Regions from separate parts of the Oryctolagus cuniculus genome. Here region 2 is linked to region 1. A link is a contact called in public Micro-C data. All regions are on one chromosome and are shown on one strand. Each heading gives the region's core, a stretch centred on a gene start, on an enhancer-like site or on the middle of the called end of the contact. The rest is flanking DNA. Distances are from core to core; before and after follow the strand shown. Region 1 has its middle 77 kb from the start of MIR15A. Region 2 has its middle 320 kb from the start of DLEU7.

The links. A called contact is a pair of places that touch in the nucleus more often than the background predicts.
Region 2: a contact with region 1 is called in a Micro-C map of ear pinna, with 3 times the contacts expected there. The contact joins two enhancer-like sites. A contact is called at or near these places in 2 of 6 Hi-C or Micro-C datasets (ear pinna and skin fibroblasts).

Annotation. Positions count from the first base shown.
Region 1 is chr9:69,380,813-69,387,286 of mOryCun1.1, forward strand. No RefSeq gene overlaps it. Among named protein-coding and RNA genes, the nearest start is that of MIR15A, 77 kb to the left of the region's middle. Within about 2 kb of position 3,694, at least 7 of the 8 cell types and tissues checked have an H3K27ac peak or open chromatin away from gene starts, as enhancers often do. A contact at or near this core is called in ear pinna, where this site is marked.
Region 2 is chr9:69,844,146-69,850,619 of mOryCun1.1, forward strand. No RefSeq gene overlaps it. Among named protein-coding and RNA genes, the nearest start is that of DLEU7, 320 kb to the right of the region's middle. Within about 2 kb of position 3,751, at least 2 of the 8 cell types and tissues checked have an H3K27ac peak or open chromatin away from gene starts, as enhancers often do. A contact at or near this core is called in ear pinna, where this site is marked.

The DNA of each region.
Region 1 (6,474 bases), core at 2,444-4,943:
GTTCACTCCCCAAGTAGCCACAATGGCTGGAGCTGGGCCGATCAGAAGCCAGGAGCCTTTTCCTGGTCTCCCACGTGGGTGCTTGGGCCCCTGCACCCACCTCCAGCCATTGCAACCATTTGGGGAGTGAATCAGTGGATGTAAGACCTTTCCCTCTGTCTCTCCCTCTCTCTGTCTCTAACTCTCTCTCAAATCAGTAAATAAAATCTTCTATCATCCACTGCTTTCCCAGGTGCATTAGCAAAGAGCTAGATGTGAAGTGGAGCAGCTGGGACACTAACAGTTTCCCACATGGGATGCCAGTGCTGCAGGCGGTGGCTTAACCCTTTAAGTCAAGGCCAGCCCCTATGTTAATTTCTAATATCAAAAGAGGATATTTACTTAGCTTCATACATTTAAACGCTTTTAATGTACACTGTATTATTTATAAATCTATTAAACTGTATGTGGTGATTATAAACATATTGCAGATTCTTTGATGCTTCTCATATTAAAAGCTTGATTCTGATTCCCTTCCCTAGAATATATATATTGCCTTAGTAATTTGGTTTTAATAAATAGAATGTGATATGATGCTGCGTGACTTCTAAGCCTAGGTCTTCAAAAGTGATAAGGCTTCCACCTGGCTGTCAGTCTTGGGACCCTTGAGGAATCCCAGGCCTCACAGAAAGGCGGGTTGTTCTGGCTGATAGCCTCAGCTAAGGTCCCAGCCATCAGTCAGTATTAATCGCTAGACAAGCCAAGTGGACAAGCCTTCAGATGATGCCAGCCCCCAGCCTTTGAGCTGCTCCAGCTGACGCCAAGTGGATTAGAAAGGAGCAGGGCTCCCTACTGAGCCCTGTCCACATTGCATATTCATGAGCAAAGTAATGTGGTTGTTTTACACTAATAAATTTTGGGGTGTTGTTATGTATTTGAGTCCCTGCTTTGGACAAATCTCTCTCTCTCTCTGGGTTGCCTTTAACTGGTAGGAAGGAGCTGGAGGAAGCCAGAGATCACCCTTTCCCTTCACTATTCCTCATTTCCTGAGCCAGACTGCCACTTTTGCACCTCCCAGGACTCACTGTTGGAGGTTAAGTGTGGTTTTGAAGTGCCATAGGAGCAAAAAACATCTCTCAGGGACCCACTCTATCCTCTGTTTTCCTTGAAGGCTTAGGGGCTTCAGTAGGGGAAAAATAAAGTTGCTTTCTTCTTTTTCTCCTTTTCTTCTTCCCTGTTTTCAGTAGTTTCATAAGGGGCAACAATGCTGAATCCTCTCCTGCCCTCATTGCCCTTCGGAATTCAAATCTTTGGAAGGGTAGTTATGCTTTCCTTTTCACTGTAACAGCACAGTTTTTGCAGTCTCATCAAGGGACCAGAATAACAACAGGTCTCCACTCACTATCGGGGGAGCAGAATCGACTCAGCAGAAGTATTTGCTAAAGACATTTCCCTGTCTTTACATCACTATCATTTAAGAATCCTCCTGTGCCTCCTCTTTCCCTAACCGTGGGTGTCCCGGGGTTCCCGTCTCAGATCTCTTTACTTTCTGCCTGGTCTGTCTCAGACACTTCCTTGACTGGCTACTACTGGACTTGTAACCCTCCTGGGATAGCTGTCTGATACCTCAGATTCTGCAGGAACAAAACAGAGTTCCTCCTCCTGGACCTGAGGATCACTCCTCCTCTAGTCCTCACTCTACACCAGAAGCCTGTATGCCCCTTGTCCTGGCTCTCCCAGGCCAGCTTCCCCATTCCACTGATTCTCTCATTACTTTTCTCCCTAACCCTACTGCCCCCAGGGGGTATTCAGCACTGGTGCAAGCTGATTTTCACTTAGGTCACAGGCTGTCTTACATCCCATCTTCAAGTCTCCCAGGACTCCGACCAATGAATGGACTCTTTGCAAGCTGCACACCTGACCACATCATTTTCACTAAAAAATCCTTTCCTAGGAATTTATTCTGAAAGCAGAGTAACTCTCCCTGAAATAGTATGCGTTAATATATATCTGTAAGCACATTTTTTATGGAAAGAGAGCCCATTACTTTTCTCCCCCTCAAAGGGCTATGTGTCCCCCAAAAGTCTAAAAAAAAAGTGTAGGTCTCAGGCGAAAATCCAAATTCCTCAGCATGATATGCATGATCCGGCCATCTGTCCAGCACCGCACGGGGCACCCGAACTGAATTGGCCGCTGTTGTTGACTGCAGACCGGCATACACTTCGTTTGCTCAGCTTTGATGCCCTTTCCCTTCTTCATAACTGGCCTCACCGCCACCATCCAGGAACCACCTTCTTTCTTTCAAAAGGAAACATCTCAGGTGACCCTACCTACGGAAAGCTGCACAGGCTGAGCCAGCTGAGTGTGAACTCTTGCCTCTGTGCAGCCAACCACACAACCGCTCCAGGATTTCCACACCGGGGATAGGAGGGAGGGGGAGGGGGAGAGGAGAAAAGAATGAAAGCCATAAAGCCAAAACAAGCAACGGCTAATCAGTGTTTGTCAAGCACTTAAACACCGTTGAAGACCCGCAGGGCAGTAATGTAATGATTTCTTGGGAGGGAGAAACTGGGTGGTAAACACGTAATTTATAATCCCCAGATTTCTGATGAGAGATAAATGCCACACACACCGTCTTGTAACAGAACATTTGTGTAGGAACTTCCAACATCATCCAGCTTTCCTTTATTTCGGACCTAGCCATGGTGTCATATACTTAACAAATCTTGTAACTAATAAACAACACAGGTCTGAGAGTCTGCAGTCTATTAAGACTGCCGAATATTTTACCTGAATTACTACTTCTGGTTTACACACCACCATCCAAAAAAAAAAAGTCTCTGGTCACTATGTGTCCCAAAATTCTCCATCTACTCCGGAAAACGTCCCAACTTTTTAAGATAAGCTGTATTTAACCAGTCTGCTCGTTGAGACCTGCTACACCTTACAGCACAGGTTCTAGGTTCTAACAGTCGCATCTTTTTTCCTTTCCAAAATTAAGTCTTTAATTGTTGCCTCCTAACAGAGCTCTGTGCCATCCCCGGGGCGCACGGATCCGGGCGAAGTCTCTCCCCACTCTTAACGCATCTACCTATAAATAGCGCTCACCGCGCTGAGTCACCAAAACCCCTAGTTTCTCCAAATAGCTCCTAACGACTGCTGGAATCGCGTCCCTAGGAGCGGCGAGCGACTCCGACCACACACCCGCCAGGCCGGAGCCGGCGCCGCGGCGCGGCTCCCCAGCCCCGCGGCGCCCAGGCTCGCGGGCGAGGCCGCCGCGCCCCGCCGCAAGTCCGCAACGTCGGAGCTCGCGCGCGCCGACGGCGCTCTCGGGACGCGCGGCCGGGCCGGCGGCCGCACTTGGCCTCGGCCGCCCGGGCCCGCCCCGCCCCCTTCCGAGCGGGGAGCCGCGGGGGGCCGCACCAGCCTCCGCCCAGCGCCGCCCGCTGACACAATGGGGAGCGCCGTGAAAGGGCGGCCGCAGCTCTCGCTTAGGGCACTGGCCCGGGACTCAGGGAAGCTGCATAAGCGGTCGGGGGCCGGAGCAGCAAGGGAGAAGCCCCTCTCCCTTCTCCCACACCGCCAAGCAGTGGCCGCCACCAGTACTAGGGGGCGAGGGCAGCGGCAATGGGGGAGGGAGCGGAAGTGCCACCCCCTGCAGCCAAGGGTGGTGACGTCACCCCTGCAGCCAGCCTGTAGCGGGGGCGTCTGCCCGTCACGTGACCAGGCCCCCACGCCCCGCCGAATCCCGCGCGCGCGCTCCCTCCCCCAGGCGCGACTCCCACCTCTCCCCCGCCCCCTCTCCCCAACTTTCGCCCTCCCGGCTTCAGCGCCGCTGTCAACAGCGCCAGCTCCGCCCCCTCCCCCGCGCCCAGTGTAACCGCCACGGCTGCGCGGCGGGCGCTCGCGCTCGGGTCCTGGGCTCCTGGAGCCCGGCGTGCCCCGGGTCCCACCCTGCCCCCAGCCCCGGCGTGCGGGGTTGCGTGGGCTCCGGAGCCGGGGGGCGCGGTGTCGTGCAGCAACCGCGCGTCTCTGCTCAGTCCTCCCACGGCCGCGGAGGACGAGGCGAAGAGGTCAGGTCCGAGCTCGGGAGTGAGCGAGGCGTGCACGGCGGCCTCCCGGCCCTGACACGTCACCGCCGGGGGTCGGTCCCGGCGGGAGAGGCCGCCGGGGGGCCCCCCTCCGAGCCCCGCCCGGCAGCTCGCGCCGCCGCGCTCCCTGCCGCCTGGGCGGCGCGCGCCAGTCCTGCCTGGCCTCGCCTTCGGCCGCGGCGCGGGCAGCGGCGTCCCGACGAGGGGCTAGGGGCGGACCGCCTCCTAAAGCCCCCTCGGCCACCCCCGCCGAGGGCTCCTGGGGGCTGCAGTTTGGTGGCTGTCGCTACTGCGCCTCATTCTATTTTATCCCTCAGTTCGCTTCTAAAAGTGGAGGCTTGGGGGGAGGGAAAAAAAAACAAACCCAGTGTGGAAAGGGGCGGCACAGACTGACCTGTCAACGGCGCAGGAGGAAGACCCCCGGTCGGCGCGAGCTCTCGAGCCCGCGCAGGGACCGGAGCCCTGGGCTCGCGCGGAGCGACGCGGCGGCAGCTGCGCCTCAGCCAGGTGTCCCCGCTCGGCAGGGCCCGCTCCGCCGCCGCGCCCGCCCCCTCCCCCGGCGCCGCGCTCCCCGCCCCATCGCTGGGGACTAGGGAACCCCCCAGCTCGATTTTTTGTGCAGTTTCAGCAAAGCTCCGAGGAAGTTGGTCCTTTTGTTCCACTATTTATAGATTGCGTCAACATTGCGAAAAGGAGAAGGCGGAGCGGCGGCCCCTCCTCCTCCCCCCACCGGCTCCTGGGAGAGAAAAGCCCCAGCACACGACCTAAGTACACAGCGCGCCAGCCGCCCGCCCCCGGCCTCCTGCTCGCCGCTTCCCCCTCCTCCTAGCTTGGGCCCGAGCGCTGCCAACCCCGTCACGTGCCCGCCCGGGAAAACCAGCTCCCCGGGGCTCCGCGCCGCCCGCCAAGCTCCGAGCGGAGGCCTCGCCCAGCTGCGCGCCCAGCTCGTGGGCTCGGGCCGCGGCCCAGGCGTCACGCACAGCGTGGGCACCTACTCCCTCGCCACCCGGCGGGGATCTCCGGTTGGGAGCGCTCCCGAGCGTCCCGAGTTTCCATCTCCCTTCTCCCCTTCAGCCCCAGGAGCGCCACCGCCCTGCTCGCGATGTGCGCGCGCGTCCGGGCCTCGCCTCGGGAGCCTGGGACCTGACAAATCCCTATGCCCTTCGCGAGGCAGCTCGCGCAGGCGTTAAGGTGCTAGCCCGCTCCCGCCCGCAAGGCTGGCGGAGGGCGCAGACATGGGGGCTTCGGGGGTGGCTCGCAGCGGGTCCCTAGCCGGCGGGCGGCGCGCGGGAAGCGCGGTGCGGGCGTCCCAAGCGCTGGAGACGCTCTGCTTCCTCCGCAGGTGCAGCAAGGCGTTGCGCGAATTCCTCCAAGGGCCGGGGACCAAAGAATTTGCAGACCCCAGCCGCGGTGGGGCGGAGTGTGGGGGAGGAATATAGTGCGTGAGGTGTTACTGAAAGTTAAATCTGTGACAAAAACGTTCGAACTTTCCTTCAAAACCTGGTGACGAAGCGATAGGGCCCGCCATACCCCAAAATGAAACTGAGCTCCCTGCCGGCCTAAAGCCCGATTCCTGAGCTCGATGTAAACAAGGAGGGCGGTAAACACGAGAGGAAGGCCTTCCCATACCAAGTGCAAGTTAGCCAGTCTGTGTGTAATTAACCTTCGCAGCTTCCGGTCCTTTCCCTAACTGTTCCAGATCGCATTTTGACTTTGTGGAGTTGCAATAAAATAACGTAGCCCACCAGATCACTGGTGGAGAAAACGCGGGGCAGAACTGGAACGAGGGCAGGAAACGCGTCGGACCTTTCTGGGCAGCTGGACACTGGTAAACAGTCTGGAAGTGTTCTGTTATTCTTTCAAGTGGTTTAGGGAAACTTTCCGCGCACTCACCCACAGTCGGGCCAAGTGCAGGCCGGGGACTCTGCGAGGGCCCGCGCACCCCGGACCGGGCTCCCCGGGCCGAGCACTGGGCTCGTCCAAACCTGAGGGCGTTTTCGCACGGACTGGACAGGGCGGCAGTTTACCTCTGGTATTTGGTGAAACCTTTCCAGGTTTGTCGCCCCCCACCCCGCCCCCGGCCCCCCATCCCTACCCTTTTTAAGGGAGAGACCTATGGTGAGGAGTTCATCAAGCAAGCAATGTGTGGTGAGAGATGAAGTCGAACGGACCTGGGCAGCGGCTGCCGGATTTCCAAAGCCCGGAGCTGGGTCGACCCGCAACAAACCGGACGGCGCTTCGGTCCCCCACACCTGACGGTGCTCAGAGCCTGGTGTTGGAGCAGCCTCTTTCTCCCCCACTTTCCTTCCAATTTAGCGAAAGGCCCCAGCCACCCCTCCGTAAGCCCATCTGCTTCGCCCTGCCGTCTGTGTTTGAAAGACGCACTCCTCCTAAGAAGGCGAAT
Region 2 (6,474 bases), core at 2,501-5,000, 460 kb after region 1:
CTTCACCATAACCTCTTCTGAGACAGTTTTAAACGCGTTTAAAATGGGATGTGTAGTTTATTTAGTAACGTAGCAGTTGATATCCTTCGATTGGGTTTTCATCATGTACTTTAATTTCCTAAGCCTGGGATGACCATAATTGCTGAACAATTCAATGTAATGGAATGGGCAAATTCAGCGCTTTTTACTGCACTTTTCCACATAATATCTAAATCTCCCCTGACCCCCACCAGGGGACTATGTTTATGAAAGTAAGGCATTTAACCCTTGCATTTCCTGAGTTTAGATAATTTGGGGAAAAAATGAGGCCTAAGCTGTGGGCAAATTTGCACTATTTGCATCAGCACATCGATATGAAGCTGTCCCTGCTGGTGACTCAGGGTGGGAGGCCTGTCTGCCTGGTGCTGGGTAACCCGCAGAGGGCACTCAGTGTCTCCAAAGCCCCTTCTTCCTTCTCCAGTTTCTGTCTTCTCTCAGGCAAAGGCACATATCTCTGCTGTGCTAAACCAGCCTTTAGTGCGACCTAGGGGGCTCCAAACCAACAGTGGTAAGGTCAGGAGAACACGGATACACATTTTTGTGTTTGCTCAGATGAAACCGTCTAAAGGCAAACTACCACCACCCAAATCTCTGAGTTTCCCTTAACTGCCCTGGACTGTTATCCGGCTGGAGAAATGCAACAGGCAGGTATGTGCCGGGGCTATCCAAGCTTGTGCCACCTTGGCCAATGAAGGCTCTTGGACTCTAGCAGCCTGTTCTGCTTTCCAGCATCGCCCAGGGACCCACCTTGCGGGTTGGACACAAACACCCCATCTCCCGAGGTGGCCCCACAATGCCAGAGCATTGCTTTGCCGACGAAGCCAGAACAGAGAAAATTGTGCTGCTGCATCCGCTCTGTGCTCAGTGGACTCCCTTTCTAACTTCTGTTGCCAGATCCAGAACTTGATGGTTGACCTAAGGTCACTGGCCCCATGAGCTATTGAAAACTGTTAAAAATCATGTGGCATTTTCACTCTTGCCACTTAGGAGCTTGCTTGACTATTCAGATGGGCAATCCCTGAAGATTTAAAGCACCCAAAGATGAAGGTAAGCTATGCTGTGGCAAAACTCAAAGAGGGGCGCCTCAGGGTGTCCAGGATTTGCAGACACTAGCTTGGCACCTCCTTCCTTACCCTCCACACCTGGTGTTAGAAACAAAGATGAGGACCAGCCATGTTTACTGGGCTTGTTAAAAATGCTGAGGGATATTTACAGGATTGAGTTTCATGTGGGAAAATGCTCCATAATTTGAACTCCTCACCATTACTAAGAAAAATGTTGACAACATTGACTATTGCAGACACTGTCATGCTGTATGACCAAATAGTTCATTGTGATATGGTGTTTCCTTTCTTTGTCTTAATGCAGATTTTGGTTATATTTATCTGACGTTTTAGAAATGTTCACAATCTAACTTGAAAAATGAAATTCACAAAATTTCTCAACAATCTAAATCCCCGCATTGGGGGATTGATGAATGCTAATCTGAATAACAGCAGTAGTGGCTGCTGAAGTTTCTTGTGTGTCCTGTGTGCAGTGCTCCAAGCACCAGGTCTGCAGGGCCGGTGCTGTGCTGTTACAATGCAGAGTTCAGGAAGTGAGGCCTGAGAGAGAAGTCCACCCAGTAGCCCAAGTGTAGCCACATGACCCGTTTTCCTCCAGTCCTGGGCTCCACCAGTGACAGGAGACATAATCACTCTTTGAAGCAGTTATGCTCACCATTCTGGACCCTGAATTGTAACTTAGTGTGGCAAGGCAGATACTTCCCACTAGAGTGGAGGGGGAGGGGCTGGATTTCTCAAAACCCAGTCAAACTCTATTCTGCATTATACCCAGAGAATCTATCTCTTCCCCCAATCTAGAATGTACAGATTATTTTTTAGAGTGGGCTAAGGTACTGGGAAATAATAATAGCCATACTTGTCTCACCACATGTGAGAAATTCTTCAAGGCCCTTTACTGTTCGTTTCATTCTCCCAGCGCTATGAGTCCTAGGTAGTATCCTCAACCTCACTCTCTACAAACCACCTATCTAGTTCATAGATAGCGAGCTGGACTCACGACCCGGCCGCCTGGTCCCAGGGTCTAGGCTATCAACACTACACGGCATTGCTGGTGAGTGGAGGGCTGGCTGGCATTGCAAGGATTTCAGCCCCGTGATTTGGGCTTGAGTTCTAGCACAGCTGATGGCAGAATTGGCCGTGTCATCAGTAGCAAGAGCAGTGCCACACCTGTTCCTGCTGCTGTAGTGGCAGAATATTCCAGAAGAAAGATCCTGCCCCGAGAGCAGCTACTGAGGCTTGCCTGATTCTCCCAGCGTCTCAGACTGGGAGTTCAGTTTTTTCTCTTTTCTGGCCCTTGGTGCTCCTGCCTCAAAGATAAACCTAGTAACAAGAGCCTCTTTCATCTATGTTGTTTGCCCATTTACAGAGCCATTTCTCACAATTTCCTCCTGTGATGTCAGCCTCGCCGCGGTTCTGTCGGGTGCAGTTGGATCTTTCCTGCAGCTCAGAAACCCGCAAGACCACACAAGGGGCCAAAAAGGGCTAGACACAGCACCTGGCCTGATTCCAGTCTGATGTGGTTTTCAACACTGTCCCCATCCTGTGTGCTGCAGTCTCAGGGGGAGATCAAAGCCCTCTCCTTGTGCTTTAGAGCAAGTCCCTGTGAAGTGGCCCAACCAGCCACCCACACGGGCTGGAGCCCACCTGCCCGTGCTGCCCACACTGTGTTTTGTGCTCAAATCTGCTTGCCGTGGAAGACCCTCCGCCGCAGTGAAGGAAGGTATCGGAACTGCGCAGGTGTGAGCACGCAGGCGGGGGCCTGAGCCCTCAGTGGGCTCCCGTTACATTCTGTAGGTCCACGCTGCAGGCAGGGGAGGGGAGTGTGCTGAAAATGCGCAGGGCCTGGGCTTCCGTGCCTCTTGAGAGGACAAGTGTGGCTTCTTCTTAAATAAATGAGCCAGACCGGCTGATAACGAGCACAGTGGAATCCCCTGACCCCGTTCCACTGCCATTTCCTTGGGGGTGGGATGCTGGCCTACTTGTCTGCTATAATTAATAGCCCAAGAGAGTTTGGCTTAGCCGGGGGCTGGGCCCTGGACCCCCCAGTCAGCACTACAGAACAGCCTGGGCAGGCTCCCCTTCTCTGCACCTGTGACCTGGAAGTTGGCTCTCAGATAGCACGACTGGCTGGCAGCTGGGGAGATATCCCTGAAAAAGCTACGGACGCCCACTCCCACCAGGTGGAATGAAGGAATGAGAGAGGAAGAGAGAGAAGCCCGAAGGAAAAACAAAAGCAAAGCTGGAGGTAGAAGGAAGACACCCACCCCTTTTCTGAGAGGCCCATCAGCTGCAGTTCACCAGCACAGCACAGCAGACGTGTAAGGGCAGGTTAGTAGCCCTAAAATAAAGCTGGAGCCAGTAATAACAGGGCCAGAGAGTGACAGCCGGAAAGGCAGTCGGGGCAGCGCCACGCCATTAGACTGCAATTACTCCCCTTGCCAGGCTGGTCCTGGCTCCAGGGGTGCGAGCGCAGCTCCTGCTGGGGAAACGGGCCCTGCAGAATTGGGAAGGCTTTGCCATCAAATTCAGCATTATCTCTTTGGAATTCTGGAGGCTGGGCTGGAAGCCACTTGTCTGATCATCAGGCGCAGCTGGCAAGGTCTTGGTGCAGGCGGGGACGCGGGCCAAGGAGGGGGAGCAGCGTGTGTGTGTGTGTGTGTGTGTGTATGTGTGTGTGTCGCAGCAGCAGAGGCTGTGGCTTTGCGTGGCAGCTGTGAGCTGGGTTGCTGGCGGCTGGGGCGGTCTCCTGACTTGCAGCACTGCTTGTCTGTCCTTCTCTTAGTGGGTTTGATATGCATTTCTTTGGGAGGGGGGCAAACGTAGTTTAAAAGTATCTGAGCTTGTTAACAGCAGCCAGTCCCTATAGCCATGGGCCCCCACTTCACCCCCACCCCCGGCCCGCAGCAGAAGTGTGTCAGCTTTGATTTCACCAGTTTGTACTTCTGTGGAAAACATTTCAGAAGCACTTTCCTAATCTTTCCCACTAAAAATCAACCTCCCCTGCCGTTCTGTGCAGGAAGGGCTGACCCACATTCTCCAGATGCGCTCCCTCCTCCTCCTCTGCCCCTGCCAGCTTCAGGCAGGTTGCTGCCGTGGACGGTGTCCCGCGATGGTAAGCACGTGGTTTCAAATGACCATGCAGTACCTGTGCTTAGAAAAACAAATGGGTCCAGCCAAAGTCCCAGTGGCCCCTGAGGACACACTCCAGTTCTCTGTCCCTGCTGCCTGGGCTTTGTTCTGACTCTCCTCCCAGTCAGACTGCTACACCCCTCCGTCCCTGTGACTAGTTTAGCCTTATTAAAATGCCCTGCAGCCAACTAGCCGTGAAACGTGCAGATGGACCTTTAGGTTCAGAGCGTCGCTCCGGAGTCAGAACCTATGAGATTTGAAGAAGTCACTTAGTGTGTATGTGTCCATAGAGGAAAGTTGTTTTAACCTCTATGCCTCTGTTTTCCCACCTGCAAAATGGGATAGTGGCAACACCTGCCTGTATAGGACTTTGCCAGAATTAAATGAAATAACAAATGTGAAATGTATAGCATGGTGCCCGCTGTGGACAAACAGTGTGGTTTAGCGAAAGCTTTGCTAGCATCATCATTTCCTTGTGTTCTCTGAAAAAACAACTGATTTTAACACAGATTTGTTCATATGAGGAGATCTAGTTGCTCGAGGGAACAGTGAGAAGGAAGTCACACGAGGCAAAAGCCAGACTGGACGCTGTCATCCCCGAGCCTCGGTCAGCCCCTCCCCTGACCCCTCTGCACGGTCCTGTCCTAAACTGGAACTGGGGCAGGAGAGAGACCTGAGGCCACAAAACTCCTGCCGGAGGGGCTTGGGTGCTCCTCGCCGGGATGCAGCTTGGCACTGGGAGGCTGATCAAGGGCTGGTGAGGGAATGGTGAGGGACCAGAAGACCCCCTCCCCCAGCCCTGCTGGCCTCCCGAGGGCCATGTGGAGCCTGGGGCGCAGTGAATGCCTGAAGGAAGCTGGTGTTGAAAACATCCAACTCTGCCTTCCAAGGAGGACTCCAAGGGCCGTGCAACTGACTCCCGCTGCTGGGAGGCCCTGCGGGTCAGCACGTCCCCGGGGCAGGGGGCAGGGCTGAGGCGGAGGTGGTGACCCGCCCCACACGTTGGTGATTCTCTGTCCAGGAGTGGGACTGAGGGGAGTGGCAGGAGCCTTTCCCAGTAAGGGACTGAGTCAGTGGACTGCAGGATCTCAGGGTCACTTTTCCTCACACAGTTGTTGCTTTATATATATATATATATAAAATCACATCGGGTGCCTTTTGTTTTACGAAGTGCTCAGCAAATTGTCAAGTATACACATGTTAACTGGCGCATATTAGGAGAGAAACCAATCACGGAGGCAGTCTCTAAGGGCAATTTCTCTGTGTGGGACACAATTCAGATCTTTTGTGCTTCAGGTAAAGCAGCCCTAAGATCCATCTGAACTTAGATGGACCACGCAGTTTGTGTGTCTGTGGTTCTGAATTAAAAACCTACCCAATGGGCCGGCGCTGCGGCTCACTAGGCTAATCCTCCGCCTTGCGGCGCCGGTACACCAGGTTCTAGTCCCAGTCGGGGCGCCAGATTCTGTCCCGGTTGCCCTTGCCCCTCTTCCAGGCCAGCTCTCTGCTGTGGCCAGGGAGTGCAGTGGAGGATGGCCCAAGTGCTTGGGCCCTGCACCCCATGGGAGACCAGGATAAGTACCTGGCTCCTGCCATCGGATCAGCGCGGTGCGCCGGCCGCAGCGCGCCGGCCGCGGTGGCCATTGGAGGGTGAACCAACAGCAAAGGAAGACCTTTCTCTCTGTCTCTGTCTCTCTCTCACTGTCCACTCTGCCTGTCAAATAAAAAATAAAAAAATAAAAAATAAAAACAAAAAAACCTATCCAAGTTCTTCTTCCCTAAATTTGTTTCATACCTTGTTTTTCTTGTTTGTTTGTTTGTTTTTTCCCGGAGTAAAACTTAACATGTGCCAAAAATGTTCTTCCAAGACTGGTTACTATCAGGAATGTGGAGAGATTGACAGATATAAAATCTTATGTATGGGCCTATGAGTACATCAGAGAGTTTTCCACATCACCCAAGATTCAGAGTTTTCCTTAGACATCTCTGTCTCTTCATTTTGCAATCATTTTGGTGCAAACGAAAAGTTCTGTGGTCTATCTTTTTAATGTGGCAGCCCTCAAGGGTGGATTGAGTTAGACAATTTATCCCCTTTTATGCCCTGTATTCACAGACAACGCTCCAATGGGGGTAACACAAAACCACACACGGGTTTCTTTACAACAGTTGTTTTGAAGTGATCTAGGAGAGTGGCCCCACCCCTGTGTACAGAACTGGAGGAAGAAGTAGAGAAATGGACAGA